Regions from separate parts of the Gossypium hirsutum genome. Here region 1 is linked to region 2. A link is a contact called in public Hi-C data. All regions are on one chromosome and are shown on one strand. The core of a region is the stretch at or near the end of the contact, and the rest is flanking DNA. Distances in the headings are between cores, read along the strand shown.

What was found. Hi-C and Micro-C count contacts between places; a contact is called where the count stands out from the background.
Region 1: a Hi-C map of leaf shows a contact between it and region 2, with 3 times the contacts expected there. The contact joins the promoter of LOC107952728 here to the promoter of LOC107952721 in region 2. A contact is called at or near these places in 14 of 34 Hi-C or Micro-C datasets (anther, fibers, hypocotyl and 3 more).

What each region holds. Positions count from the first base shown.
Region 1 is chrA07:41,296,251-41,302,721 of Gossypium_hirsutum_v2.1, forward strand. It overlaps LOC107952728 (pre-mRNA-processing factor 39), which reads left to right and starts at 3,641. Exons shown (of 18, transcript XM_041118079.1): 1 at 3,641-3,899; 2 at 4,324-4,745; 3 at 5,139-5,248; 4 at 5,843-6,072. The coding sequence starts at 4,364. LOC107952730 (a long non-coding RNA gene) reads left to right here. Exons shown (of 5, transcript XR_005930712.1): 5 at 1-123.
Region 2 is chrA07:41,106,345-41,113,364 of Gossypium_hirsutum_v2.1, forward strand. LOC107952721 (glutathionyl-hydroquinone reductase YqjG) reads left to right here and starts at 3,202. Exons shown (of 4, transcript XM_016887883.2): 1 at 3,202-4,042; 2 at 4,156-4,405; 3 at 4,830-5,014; 4 at 6,945-7,020. The coding sequence starts at 3,261. The coding sequence ends at 6,966. It overlaps LOC121203930 (small nucleolar RNA snoR137), which reads right to left and starts at 2,539; the gene lies at 2,397-2,539. It also overlaps the pseudogene LOC107952723.

The sequences.
Region 1 (6,471 bases), core at 2,391-4,890, 190 kb after region 2:
CATAAAAAAAAGGGAATAAGCATCGTTTATCTCCTAAATCAGAGATTTGAATTTCCCCCAACGGATGGCATAAGTTGGCTATAGTGTTTTTTAAGGCCGGGAAATTAACTACGCTTGTTGTAAGATAACAACGCACTAAACACATCTCAAAAATAAGTTTTTGTGGCCTAGTCTCCATCGCAAATTTCATCCCTTCATCTTCTTCTTCTTCAAGGCTTAATTCTTCCAACTCTTTCTCCATCGATATCTCTTCTGCCATGATTCAAAAAACAGAGCTTCCCTGGGTATAGGACTTTGATTTTTTCAACCTAAATCATAAATTCAGAAACTAAAGCGTGAAGACTCTGTTTAGTTAAAAGAGTTTTATTTGTCGACTGTAAAAATCCACTTGCAGAAGCAAAAACAATGAGAACAAATTATAGGATTCCTATCGGTAAACCCTAAACTTTTGCTAGACTAAAACGTGCCACCTTAGGGTAGACTAGATTATCTTAAAAAAAATATTATGCTGAATTTTTTAAAATTTAAGGATCCGTGATGATTTTTTTTGTACTTATCGATATATACTATCTTTAAAAAGAGAAAGTGAAAACACGCTTTTTGTCATTGGTTCCTCTTATAAGCATTTTTGTATTTTTTATTTCACTTGTTTAAAGCTTTTTTTATTTTTAATTAATGTTTAATATTAATAAATATATTACTTTCAAGTTTTTTAATTAATAACTCTTTTATTTATAAAATCAAATAATAAATATGTAATCATTTTTTGAAAACTTCAACTAACTCTTTTGATATATATTTTTTATATATAATATTTATATGTCAAATATTTATTTTTTCCACCTATATTGTGAATATGGTGATTTCTAATATGAATTGAAAAATAAATATTCACATATAAAAATTATATTTACTAAAAAAATAATATTTACAATAATTATTTTATTTTATAAATAAAAGAGTTATTAATTAAAAAGATGAATTATAAATACAAAAATTTGAAAGCAATATATTTATTAATTATATACATTAATTAAAAATAAAAAATTGAAATAAAATGAAATAAAAAATACATATTAAATTGGCTTACAAGAAGAAATAAACTTGGAACTCAAAGATAGAAATGCAATTATTTAACCATCTAATCAAAAGAGATAATGTGTTAAAAATATTAATTAAAAAAACTTGAAACAATATGAAAATAAAAAAAAAGTGAAAGAGAAAAATCCAACCTGAGATTTAAGGATAAAAGTACTAACATTTAACTATCTAAGTAAAGAAGCAAAACTACTAGTTTTAGTAAAAATTTATTTTGGTGACGTATTTTTACTTTCTCTCTCTAACATATATCGATAAATATAAAAAAATTAAAATTTAAAAAAATTCAACCCAAATATGATTATTTGAAAGGTGAATGTGAAATATGGGATCCCTAGTAGTTAAATTTAGGTTAAATTACACCAATAGTCACTCAACTTTAGGGTAGCTGACAAAACAGTCACTTAAGTTTCATTTCAATCACTAAACTTTCGAAAAGTTACAAAACAATCACTAACGTTATGAAAAAATGACAAAATAGTCACTGATTAGCATGAGTGTTGATGTGGCAAGTTAACTAGTTGATGTGACCAATTACCTTGCCACTTTGGACGAATAGTCAAAGGGTAAAAGAAAAGAAAAGAAAAGATGATTGGTAAGAATAATATTTCTTCTTTTTCTTCTCATTTTTCTCTTCATCTTCTTCTCCCTCAACCTTTTTCTCTTTATGCTTCTTTTATTTTTTTCTTCTTCTTCTCTCCTTTCTCTTCATCTTCTTTCTCCCACAACATAACAATGGCTACAAATCAAGAGCCACAACAACAGTTGTTGAACAACCCCAAGCCACCCGCATCCCTGAAAAACCATGGGATTACTATGAACCAATGGATGAAGGATAATGACTAGATGAGACCACGAAGGCACTGGAAAATCTCACCCACTTGCCCGACTTTGATTAATGACTGCCTAAAAATGTCCAATTGTTGATGCTCACCAAGAACTAGAGGAAAAGAAGCAGATAAAGAAGAAGATGATGAAGCGGCAGAAGAAGGAGCTACAAATGAAGAAGGAAAAGGTGACAAAGAAGAAGATAGGAATGGGTGTTGAAAGTTAGGTAACTGAGACGATTACATCATCTGTTCCATCAAGCTGGTAGCTTCTTGTCCATGGAAATCAGTAGAACTCTATAGCAACTAAGAGTACTGCCAGTAATCTCTCAGCATATCAGCTATAGGGCTGTGAAGATGTTGGGAATAGTAAAGCTATGGCAATGGCGTTGAATAAGGTGGCCAAAACTGGGTTGTTAAAGAACTAGAAATTGATGTTTGGGTAGTGGGAAAGTTCTGCATAGTTGAAGAACAAGCCTTACAAGTTTAGGAAAATTTAACTTGGCCCTGCTTCCCCTGAATTTCAAAGCAGCTTCATCATAGGCTTTTGCGGCGGCTTCCGCAGTATCAAAGGTGCCTACCAAACTCTTGCTGCTTTGTGAGGATCACGTATTTCGGCTGCCCATTTCCCCGATGGCCTTTGCCTAACCCCCCTATATCTTCTTCTTCTCTCGCCGGTTTAGTCATAGGTGGCTATTATTGCTGTTTCTGCTGCTAGTGCAACAATGCTTGTAGTTTCCTCAACAACTGTTTTTAAAAAGAAAGCTAATCAAATGAGACGTCTACTTTTGAAAGTAAAATATTATTTCTTCTAAGATCAATATGGATTGAGAGGTTGAGTTGCTTAAATTCTAAATGAAGGTGGTAATGCTAGCTCGTTGCAACTTGAGTTGTATAAGCTGACTGATGCAAACTTTATAAACATGCAATATTACATACTAGTTAATATTATTTATTATTTATTATTACTAATAGTAATTAATATTTTACTAAACTAGTGATAATAGGAAAACAATTAAGTCTTTTCTAGATTATGTTATCTTATGTAATCATATGTAAGGAAAAGAAAACAATAGCGGAATCCCCTAGATTTTCACCTAAAGGGAAAAGAGAAAGAAAAGAAAGAGTTCAGGAAGAAGAAAAAAAATGGAGGAAAAATGGTATTTATTGATAGGAATATATATACATAACAAACGTTGTAGCATATAATGAATCGGCATGAGAACTTCTAAAATCAGCAAAACTTCTTTGAACCCTTGGTGCAGTAGACTCAACCAATTGAGCACTAGTCTCATCTCATTCCATTTTCTCTTATTCTTCTTTTTCTCTTCTTCTCCTCTTCTTCTTCTTCGACTGTCCAAGGCTGTTTAGGGTTAAAAGGAACTATTAAATAACAGCTAATCCACCCTTAAATGCCATGTCATTTTTTCGTTACGTCTGTAACGAAAAATAGTTAAAAATACTGTTTTGTTATTTTTTTAAAATTGAATGACTGAAATGAAACTTGAACAATTATTTTATTAATTAACTCAAAGTTGAGTGACTGTAATTTGAGTGACTGTTTATATAATTTATACTTAAATTTATGAATCTGGTTCATAAAATGAAGAAGGCAGGCCCAGTTATGTAGGTTCCTAAATTTCCGCCACCTGGCACCACCAAAGCCCTCCTGAAAAAGGCAACGGCCATCACCCAAAAACAATAAACGGCCCAGATTCACCTCCACCTCCACGTAACCCAAAGAATAAAAACCGCCACGCCCACTTACCCTACCTTTCCTCTCTCCTATTCGTTCTCTTTGCTTCGTTTCTCTCTCTCTCACCAAGAAAAAAGAAAAAAAGAAAAAAAGGAAAAGTGCAAAACTCTTAAAGAACTTTCTAAGAAAACCTCATCTAATTTTACCAACTCAAATCACTCTAAAGTGTTGAATCCAGAACTGGCCTCGCAAAACGACGCCGGCTGCTGCTCCTTCCGGTATGTACCCAGCCTTTTTCCTTTTTCTCCCTGTGTCAATTCCTCCAACTTAGGGTTTTGGTTTGCGGAAACCGTTTCAAGATTGGCTAGGGATTTGTTTTGAAGTTTGGAGTTTTTAGGTTGCACTCTTTTACTTTGTATTGAAGTTTTCTCTGCGATAAACAACTTTATTTTTCCTGCTTATTAGTTCTACTTATAAATTATTTAATTTGGCCGTTCAGTTATTCACCACCATTCTTTAAAAAAAAAATTACGTTTTTTCCCTGTATATTTGTTTGTATGTACGAGTAAGTAAAAAATTAGCAAGTTAGAAGTGAAAACAGGCGTTTAGTTAATTCTTTTATGGAGAAAAGTTTTTGTTAATTTTTGGTTGGTATTGTTTCCCTGTAAAATAATGACTTGAAATTCTTCTCTTGGTTGTTAGTTTGAGTGTGCATACTCCAGGTTTAATTTCCCGACCTCGAATGGGAGATAGTGAAGCAGTAGTTGCCGACTCATCAGCAATGATGGATTATACTTCAGCAGCCTATAATTCTGCTGGTTCTGGCGCTTACTCCTCCCAGGCTACTGGATATCCTACTGCTTCTGGTGGTCATCCAAATTCTGCTGGTCAAGAAGGTCAAAGCAGTGAAATGTATGACGGTAAGCCAGCTGGTGGAGCAACAGATGAGACTGCTGTTGCAGTTGGAAATAGGGCAGCAGATGCATCAAAAGCTGCTGGTTGTAATTATCCTCTAAATGGAAATGTTGTTAATGCAGCAGGAAATGCAACCACAGTTGAGAATGGAAATGCTTTTGATAATTTAGGTGGTGCTTCTGCCGCACCAGAGTTTGTGGATGGTTCTGGTATGTTTTTCTTGGGCATTTTGTCATGTATATCAGTTATGCACAAAGGCACTAAGAAGTGGGCTTGGTAATGATTTTAATATTTTGATTTATTTTTCTGCTATTTGTATCTCAAGTTAACAAGCCTACTGTATGCCATAATGACTTGAAACTCCGTTAGCATAGAAACAGCCTTTTTCTCTTGGCACTCTGCCATTAAGCTTTGTTCCTGATCAACGTGATGTGGTTGATTGTTCTTTATTGTTCTTTCGACATCTGCAGTCTACACTTAGTTTTGATTAAAAGCATCTTATTCAACATTTTACCTTCCCCTTTTATTATTGTTATTATAGTGTTTAAGTTTTAGAAAATGTGAAACTCAATTGTTTCTTTATTTTTATTTTTGACATCTAGCACCAACCATTTCTGCTGAAGAAGAACGTTTATGGAGTATTTTGAGAGCCAATTCATTGGATTTTAATGCTTGGACTGCATTGATAGAGGAAACAGAGAAGGTTGCAGAGGTATGTGAGCATGAAAATTTGTTGCATGGGAACAATTTCACAGACTTGTTATCTTTTACATGTTGGAAATTTCGTGAGCTAGTTATCTGTTTCATGGGTTTAAATTGCATCTGTGCATGTGTTTTAAGCCACGGACATAATGGATTCTTATCATGGTTAATTATGTTATTGGTGGCAGAGAGAGCAAAAATTGCAGAATAGCAATCGTGATGCCATATCACATGTGCTATTTAAATCAGTGATATGTTGCCTAGCTAATATCTAATTTTTTTTCCTTCTTTATTTTTGTATAGTTTAGTGGAGACTATGTAGTTGAAAAGAGGCTCCATATGCTTAAAATGAATATTATTTGGGGAGGGACTGGTGGTTCACCTTAATAATTTTGTGAAAATTAACAAAAGTCGCATGTAATTTTGTTGAACATTTTTTAGTGGGGTGAGGCAAGATCACCGCCCATCTTTCAGTTAATTTTGTCTTTTCTAGGGGGTTTTTGCGTTGATTTGAATTCCTAGGTTATGAACTTATCCTCATTAATTTTCTATCTAAGTTTGCGTATCTTGTCTGCCAATTGAGTTTTCATCTGTCCATATGCAGAACAATATACTGAAAATTCGGAAGGTTTATGATGCTTTCTTGGCTGAGTTTCCTTTGTGTTATGGTTATTGGAAAAAGTATGCGGATCATGAAGCACGCATAGGCTCCATGGACAAAGTTGTGGAGGTCTATGAAAGAGCAGTTCAGGGAGTGACATATTCTGTGGATATCTGGGTGCTATATTGTGCTTTTGCCATTGAAACATATGGAGATCCAGAGACCATCCGAAGGTAAAAACTGCTAATCTACCCATTCTTCTTCCTGGTTTGCAGTAGGAGACCATGCTTGTATGCTTTTCTCAGTTATGTAAATCTGATGATTGTTGTTGCTTTCAAATTTTATTCTGGTATGCCTTCAACAGCAATTCCTTACATTCATGGCAGAGAGGTTTGATAGGGATATAATTTAGTAATTCTTTTTCCCCCCTTCTGTTTATTCCCTTAATTTTGAGGCTAATGTATGGGTGATCGTTGAAACAATTTTAGGTTATTGACCATGTTCCTGAGCTCTTCACACTTCACGTAGTTATCTTTGAGTTATTACTTTAACCTCGATAATTTGAGGTGCATCAATATGCAAAATGCTTTTAGGAAGATATCATCCAGTTAAGAGCTATATGGCCTCAATCG
Region 2 (7,020 bases), core at 1,952-4,451:
TGAAACTTGCGGTGGTGGGATAGTTGGGGTTCAAATAGGGGTTTTATAATTGGGGACCATTAGGGGTGAGGAGAAGGAAAAAGGAAAGAGGAAAAAAGAAAAAAATACCTGAGAGCACCGTGACTCATGCCTGTTGGTTACGTCAGTGCAGGCCTGAAGCCGGCCACCAAAAGACCGGAGCCCCATTGACAGGGCTGACGCTGGCCATCTCATGCATGGCTTGACACAGCAAGCCTGCCTAGTCCTTACAGCGGCCATCTCAATGCCACTCTAGGCCAGCGTCACATGGCTAGCTGGGCATTTAGTATCCCTAACCGAATTTTTTTTTTGATAAAGTGGATGTCGGCCATCAATGTACTAGCATCAATTTTTTTAAAAATATTATAAAATGGCGTCAACCATTTATCCCTTCAACCAAATTTTTTTCAAATACTGATATAAATGTATACCAATATGATATTGTTTAAAAAAACCCCAAGTGCCAGTCATTAAGTCTCCCCAACCTCAAAAATTAATTTTTTTTTATGCCTGACACAATCATCAAGCAATGGTTGAGTCTAAAATCAAGGTAGTGCTGGCCATTAAATCCCCTCAACCACATTTTACTGTTCATTTTAAGTCATTTCGATAATTATTTTTGAACCTAAGTCATTTTTATAATTATTTATATTATTTGGGTCATTTTGATAAAATAACCTTTAAATTGAGGGCCGCAACATATATGGACTTGCTACTGTTACCAGTCGGGTCTTTGTCGCAAGGATCGGGTGTTACGTTTGTCCGCTCCGAGGAGGCCTCACAAAACGAGCCTTTGAGAAGGCTCCTTACTCGACTGCAAGCAAACCCACCTCTCATTTCTAGGTAGCATACCTCAAAACTTCATTTCTCTTAAAAACGGGCTTTATTTTTTCTAATCAAAATCAATTATTACAAACATTAACTCAAATTTTCAAATCCTCAATTTTAACAGCACAATCAAAACCTAAAAAGCATCAGGCGATATTTATATTATATCACAAACTTTTATTGGGTGCCATTTTTTAAAGAAAATAATAATAATAATAACAACGTGAATAATTGTAATCTTTAATATTGATTTAAATGTATCAATTCATTATTTTATATATGGATGATATTAACAATTTATGAAAATTAAATCAAAAAAAAATTCAATTTTTAAAATTGTACAAATAAAAAATTCATAACATTTAACATTAGATCATGTACAATATCAAGATTTATCCTCAGTAACATCCTGATCCAGGATGTTATTAAAGTTATTGTTTCACAGTCGGCAACAATAAGCACATCAATTTGCATGTATTCAAGGTCTGGCTGTTTGGTAGATTCTATTGAATATTTCCCTGGGAATGTGAAGAAGCTGGTAATGTGTTATAACTGAAGTTCGATGAGCTTCCTATAGGGTATCATGCAGTCACAATGGGTGAGTTCTTTTTACCATGGACTGCAACAAGATCAACGTGGCTAGATATCATTGAGAGGGATCAGTCGCCTTGCTTACGCTTAAAAACATAAATAAAGCATGTACAGAAAATAATTAAAAATGAGTTTTTAGACAACTAGATATAAGAAAATAAGTTTACAGGGTCACTACCGTTTCGCCAAAACCTCTCAGAAACATGTTATAAGTAATAGAAAGATGACATTAAAACTACAATGTCAAACAAAAACCGTGAAAATCTTTCAAACAATAGCATTGGCAGCACTTGCAATTCTAGGCCACAGATCAGCACATTCCTTTCCAATGGGGCCAGTGATAGCAGATCCTGAAAACACCAAATCAATGTGCACCAGTAAGTTCCAAATACCAATCCAACAAAGTAACACTTTCTGCCACTTAGCTACAGATGAATAGCGTAACAAGCCAACAAAAGACAACTGATTTTTCTTAAGTATTGCACTAACCTATGTTTCTTCCCACTATCAATATTGGACACACGCCTTTATACATCACTCTCAACCACACCCAGATGTAACATAATTTTTACTAAGGGCAGAAATTAGAATAGGCACAAAGGCGTGTTCGTTTCAGAATTATGGTATTACCAATAGCAAAATTTCAGGAATCTTCACTTGATCTCAATTCTAACAAGGCAAGAGCAATAGAACCATAGCAAACAGGAAAAGGAACATTTAAAAAGCGATAAGAACAAGATAAACATCTGAAGTTTAGAGCCCCACAAGTACTCGTTGAAAACTTGTAATTTATAACTAGATATAATGAACACGATGAAGTGAGTTGGTTTACCTTTCATTTCGCCTTTGGGGTTGACAATGACACCAGCATTATCTGTAAACAGATAATAAACCCAAATTACATTTTGAAAGGTAAGGCAAATAAATAATAGTAATATGTAATAAGTAATAACTATATCAAATATACCAGCAGACAGGTAACACAATGCAATAGATAAACAACATCATGCTGTTTAGAACTGGCAAATTCCCATAATTCTATGCTTCTCATTAAGAGTAACCAACGATTGAAACCAGCTACCCCATTATCAAACGAAGCAACAAAGATGAAGAAAAAAAAGGAAGAGACAAGAGGAAATGTTTGGACCTTCGAAGTACATGTAGACGCCATCCTTTCTACGCCAAGGCTTCCGCTGTCGGACGATGACAGCTGGCAACACCTTCTTCCTCAAATCTGGCTTTCCTTTCTTGACGGTAGCCATGACCATGTCGCCGACACAAGCCGATGGAAGCCTGTTGAGACGACCTTTGATTCCTTTCACAGAAATGATGTAGAGGTTCTTCGCTCCCGTGTTGTCTGCGCAGTTCACCGTCGCTGCCACCGGCAAACCCAGTGACATCCTGAACTTGTCCCCGCACTACCTCCCCTTCCTGTTGCAAATGAAAAGAAAAATAAACGTCGAGACCAGCGAGGGTGTTGGTTGGAGAATCGGAAAGTGAGAGAAAATGAAGGAAAAATGTTTACCTCGCTTCGACATTCTTGAACGGCTCTGATCCGCTCCGCCGTTTGCAAATATCTGTTTTCTTGAGAAAGGGCTGCTGCTTCATTATATACGCTGGCCTAGGGCTTTACTTGAGATTTTTGGACTATTTGGCTACACTGATTCAGGTTTTCACTTTCTTAAACCAAAACGCAGCGTTTTATTTAAAGGAGATCGAGCCGAGAATGATATCCTCTCCTCCGTTCTTCCTCTAAAAAGATAATTATAAATAAAAATAAAAATAATGAAAACAGTTGCAGAACTTAATAAAGAAACAAAGCAATGCATTGCATTTCGCTGCCCAGCTCTCACCTGCTGTTGCACTCTCCACCCAAAACTACCTTAAAATTGGCATCCCACGTCAGCCCTAGAATGTTCTTGAACGACAGCGCTACTAATAACAACAGCGGTAGCACAAATGGTTTCAGTCTAATAAAAAACGTCTCCCAGCTGCTCTGGGGCGCATCCCTCCCTCCTGGAATTCTAATCTCAACCGTCCGTACAGCATGGACTTCCACGTGGCAGATCATGATGTCCCAACTGGCTCCCTCCGATCCCTCCGGCGCTTACACCAGGCCTCCCTCAAAATTCCGCCTCAACCCAACCGCCGCAACCACCAAACTTCACCTCTACGTGGGCCTCCCCTGTCCATGGGCCCACCGGACCCTAATCGTCCGTGCCCTCAAGGGCCTCGAAGAAGCCGTCCCCGTCTCCGTCGCAGGCCACGGTCTCGACGGCTCTTGGGAATTCAAAGATGTCCCCGACAAGGACAATGATATCCTGGTTCCTACCATGGATAGGGTAAATAGGTGCCGGAATTTGAAGGAAGTTTATAGGCTAAGAAAAGGCGGGTATGATGGGCGGGCCACGGTGCCAATGCTGTGGGATGTAGAGAAGAAAGAAGTAGTTTGCAATGAGAGCTATGATATTATTGAGTTCTTCAATTCGGGTCTAAACGAGTTGGCCCAGCACCCTGGTTTGGATCTCTCCCCTTTGGAGCTGAAAGAGGAGATTGAAGAGTGGAATCGGGTGATTTACCCCAATGTTAACAATGGAGTTTACAGGTAAAAAGAAATTTTGAAAACTTTGCTTGATAAAATTACTTTTAACGTTTAAAACTTCTATGGTTGCATAAATTACCCTAGTTTGTTTGAGTATGATTTGGATGATGTTGTAGATGTGGATTTGCTCAAAGCCAAGAGGCATATGATGTTGCGGTGAGTGGTTTGTTTAGTACATTGGCTAGGATCGATGATCACTTGGGTAGTTCACGCTACTTGTGTGGAGACAGATTGACTCTTGCGGATATTTGCTTGTTTACTACATTGATTAGGTTTGATCTTGTCTATAATGTTTTGTTCAAATGTACGAAGAAAAAGCTGCTCGAGTATACCAACCTTCACGCTTACATGCGCGATGTTTATCAGGTACCGCATGGTTAAATGTTATGAAATTGTTCAGATCATAGCTGTAAACAATCATATACATATATGTCTAAATTTTCGAACCCACTGCACTTTAACCACTCCAACTAAGCTCAAGCCGCAAGTTAATGTGAAAGAATAAGGTGATTTTAGGTTGCTTGGCAGTTCAAAAAAATCCTCAGTTATGAAATGTAGATCATTTTCATTTCTACTTCTGCTTTAGCTTAACTTGGCCTAGAAGACCTTGTTGTTTCTCCATATTTGGGCAGTGAATTTAGTTGGTAATGCTTGTGTAGAGCATCTTGTATCACTCACTATAAGTCTGTTTAGGGGCGAAGAATAGCATCGATTAGGATTCTGTTTTTGTTAAGGTTTTCTGATTTAAAATCTGCAGTACGTAGAACTGTAATGTTGTGCTTCTTATCAGATTCCGAAGGTAGCCGCCACTTGCAACTTTCTGGAAATTATGGATGGGTATTACCGGATGCTTTTTCCGTTAAACCCCGGCAGCATTCGACCAGTTATGCCCTCAGTGTGTGAGCATGAATTCCTCTGTAGACCCTCCGAGAGGGAAGCAATGTCTTCTGTAGGTAAAAGAGTGCAACATGTTTTGTAAGTACCTCCTTAAGTCTAAACTCTTGTACATCTGTTTAATTTTGGTATATAATGTTAAATTGTTAAAATATATTATTTTATGAAATTATGTTAAATTCTGTCACTGTTCATTTCTTTCTTTTGCATTTTGAAAAGCAGAAAAAAAGGTATAAAAAATGAACTCCTTTTACATGCAAAACTTATTCCTCTTCACATTCCAACTATATATATTTTCATTTACCACCATAAACAATAAGAATACAAACACATGATACATAATACAAATGATGAATAAGACACTAAGAATTGATGCTCAGATGTTATGGCCGCAGAATAATCTTAAAAAAGGTGAAAGATAAAATGGCAATAACCACAACACTGGAAGATTTTAAAAATAAATTAAAGATGCATCACTTTGATCAAACTGTTAAAAAATTATATTGTAGCATTGTTATCATCAAATCAACCTGACGATGATCTCTAATAAACTAAGAAACCACTTCCAAGAGACCTGCCACATTAATGATACAGAAAAAGTTAAGTTATAGGCTATCTCTAATAAACTGTTCATCATCTCGAATTCCAATCTTACATACACTATCACTGTGTTCTATTATAATAAGGCTCTCTAAGAATGATAAACTGTTATAGAATGAGACACTTTTGTAGACAGAAATAATAATATTGTGAATTAAACTTAAAACAAAATAAAATTCAAATAATAATATTAAAGAAATGCAAATATACAAAAAAAAAAAAAAAAGAAGAAGAAGAAAGCACAATATTTTTTATTTTTTTATGAAATAAAGTGGACACATACTTACATTTATATAGACCACCATTTCTAAGTCAGTCTTGTACATGGAATGCATAAGCAAATGATACGTACTTAAATATAAACACGTTTATATATTTTTAAAATGCCTTAAGAAACACTAGAATTTATTCACACCGGGAGGATGAAAATATTTTTTTATAAAATAATTATATTTAAAATTATATAAAAATAATTTCTATTCAAATAATTATTAGTTAAGTTTTTTTTACAATTTTGATTTATTTTTATATCACTTAATGTCACTTTAAAAGAAAAACATAATTTGAAATATTTATTGAAATATTTATTGAAAGAAATTAAAATTGATGAAACTGTGGAGCCATAATGAGGAAAAACTGTACATAACTACTTGTTTTTATTCAAAAAAAAATTGAATTGTTATTTAGGCTCCGTTTGTTTGCTAATAAAATATTTTCTGGAGAATGATTTCTGAAAAATGATTTACTTTTCTGGAAATGATTTACTTTTCTAGTGTTTGGATGAATCTGTGTAAAATATTTTCTGTTGTTTGGCAGATTACCTGAAAATATTTTTTGGAAAAGCTATTTTTACATATATTAATAAATTTATATTTTAAATTATTTTTACATATATTACAATGATTTATTTATAAATAAATAAATTAAATTAAATATATAATAATACTCAATTATTAAGCTAGAATATACATTAGAAAATAAAAAGGAGAATAACAATGCAAAATGTGAAATATTTAAACCTTTGCTATCAAAGCACCAAAAACTATTACTGCACTTCGATGCGTGTCCTGTAAGACAGAGCTTTGAAAATTCCATAAACCATAAATTTACAATCTTGGACTAGCTTTAATTTATGAATTCTGACAAATAGATCCATAATGTCAAATACATGAAGAGAAAAAAAGCATGTATAAATAAGTTTGACATAAGGACAGAACTATCCATTCTTCTTTCAAATCTCTTTAATGAAATATTTACAATACTCTTTTTCTCAATGTCTGTGCGTCTTAATGCATGTTATTTCAAATGTTTGTCATCAGTAACTCAATGCAAGCATTGCTAGCACCAAATAACTTTAAAACTAAAACCAGTCGTTGGCTAGTAACTGAAATAGCCTATGGCCACCATGTAGAACGTGCAATGTCGAACCTTGAGCTGGTCATCAATGCTAAAGGGAAGAGCTGCAAATCATATCTGTTGGGGTGTTA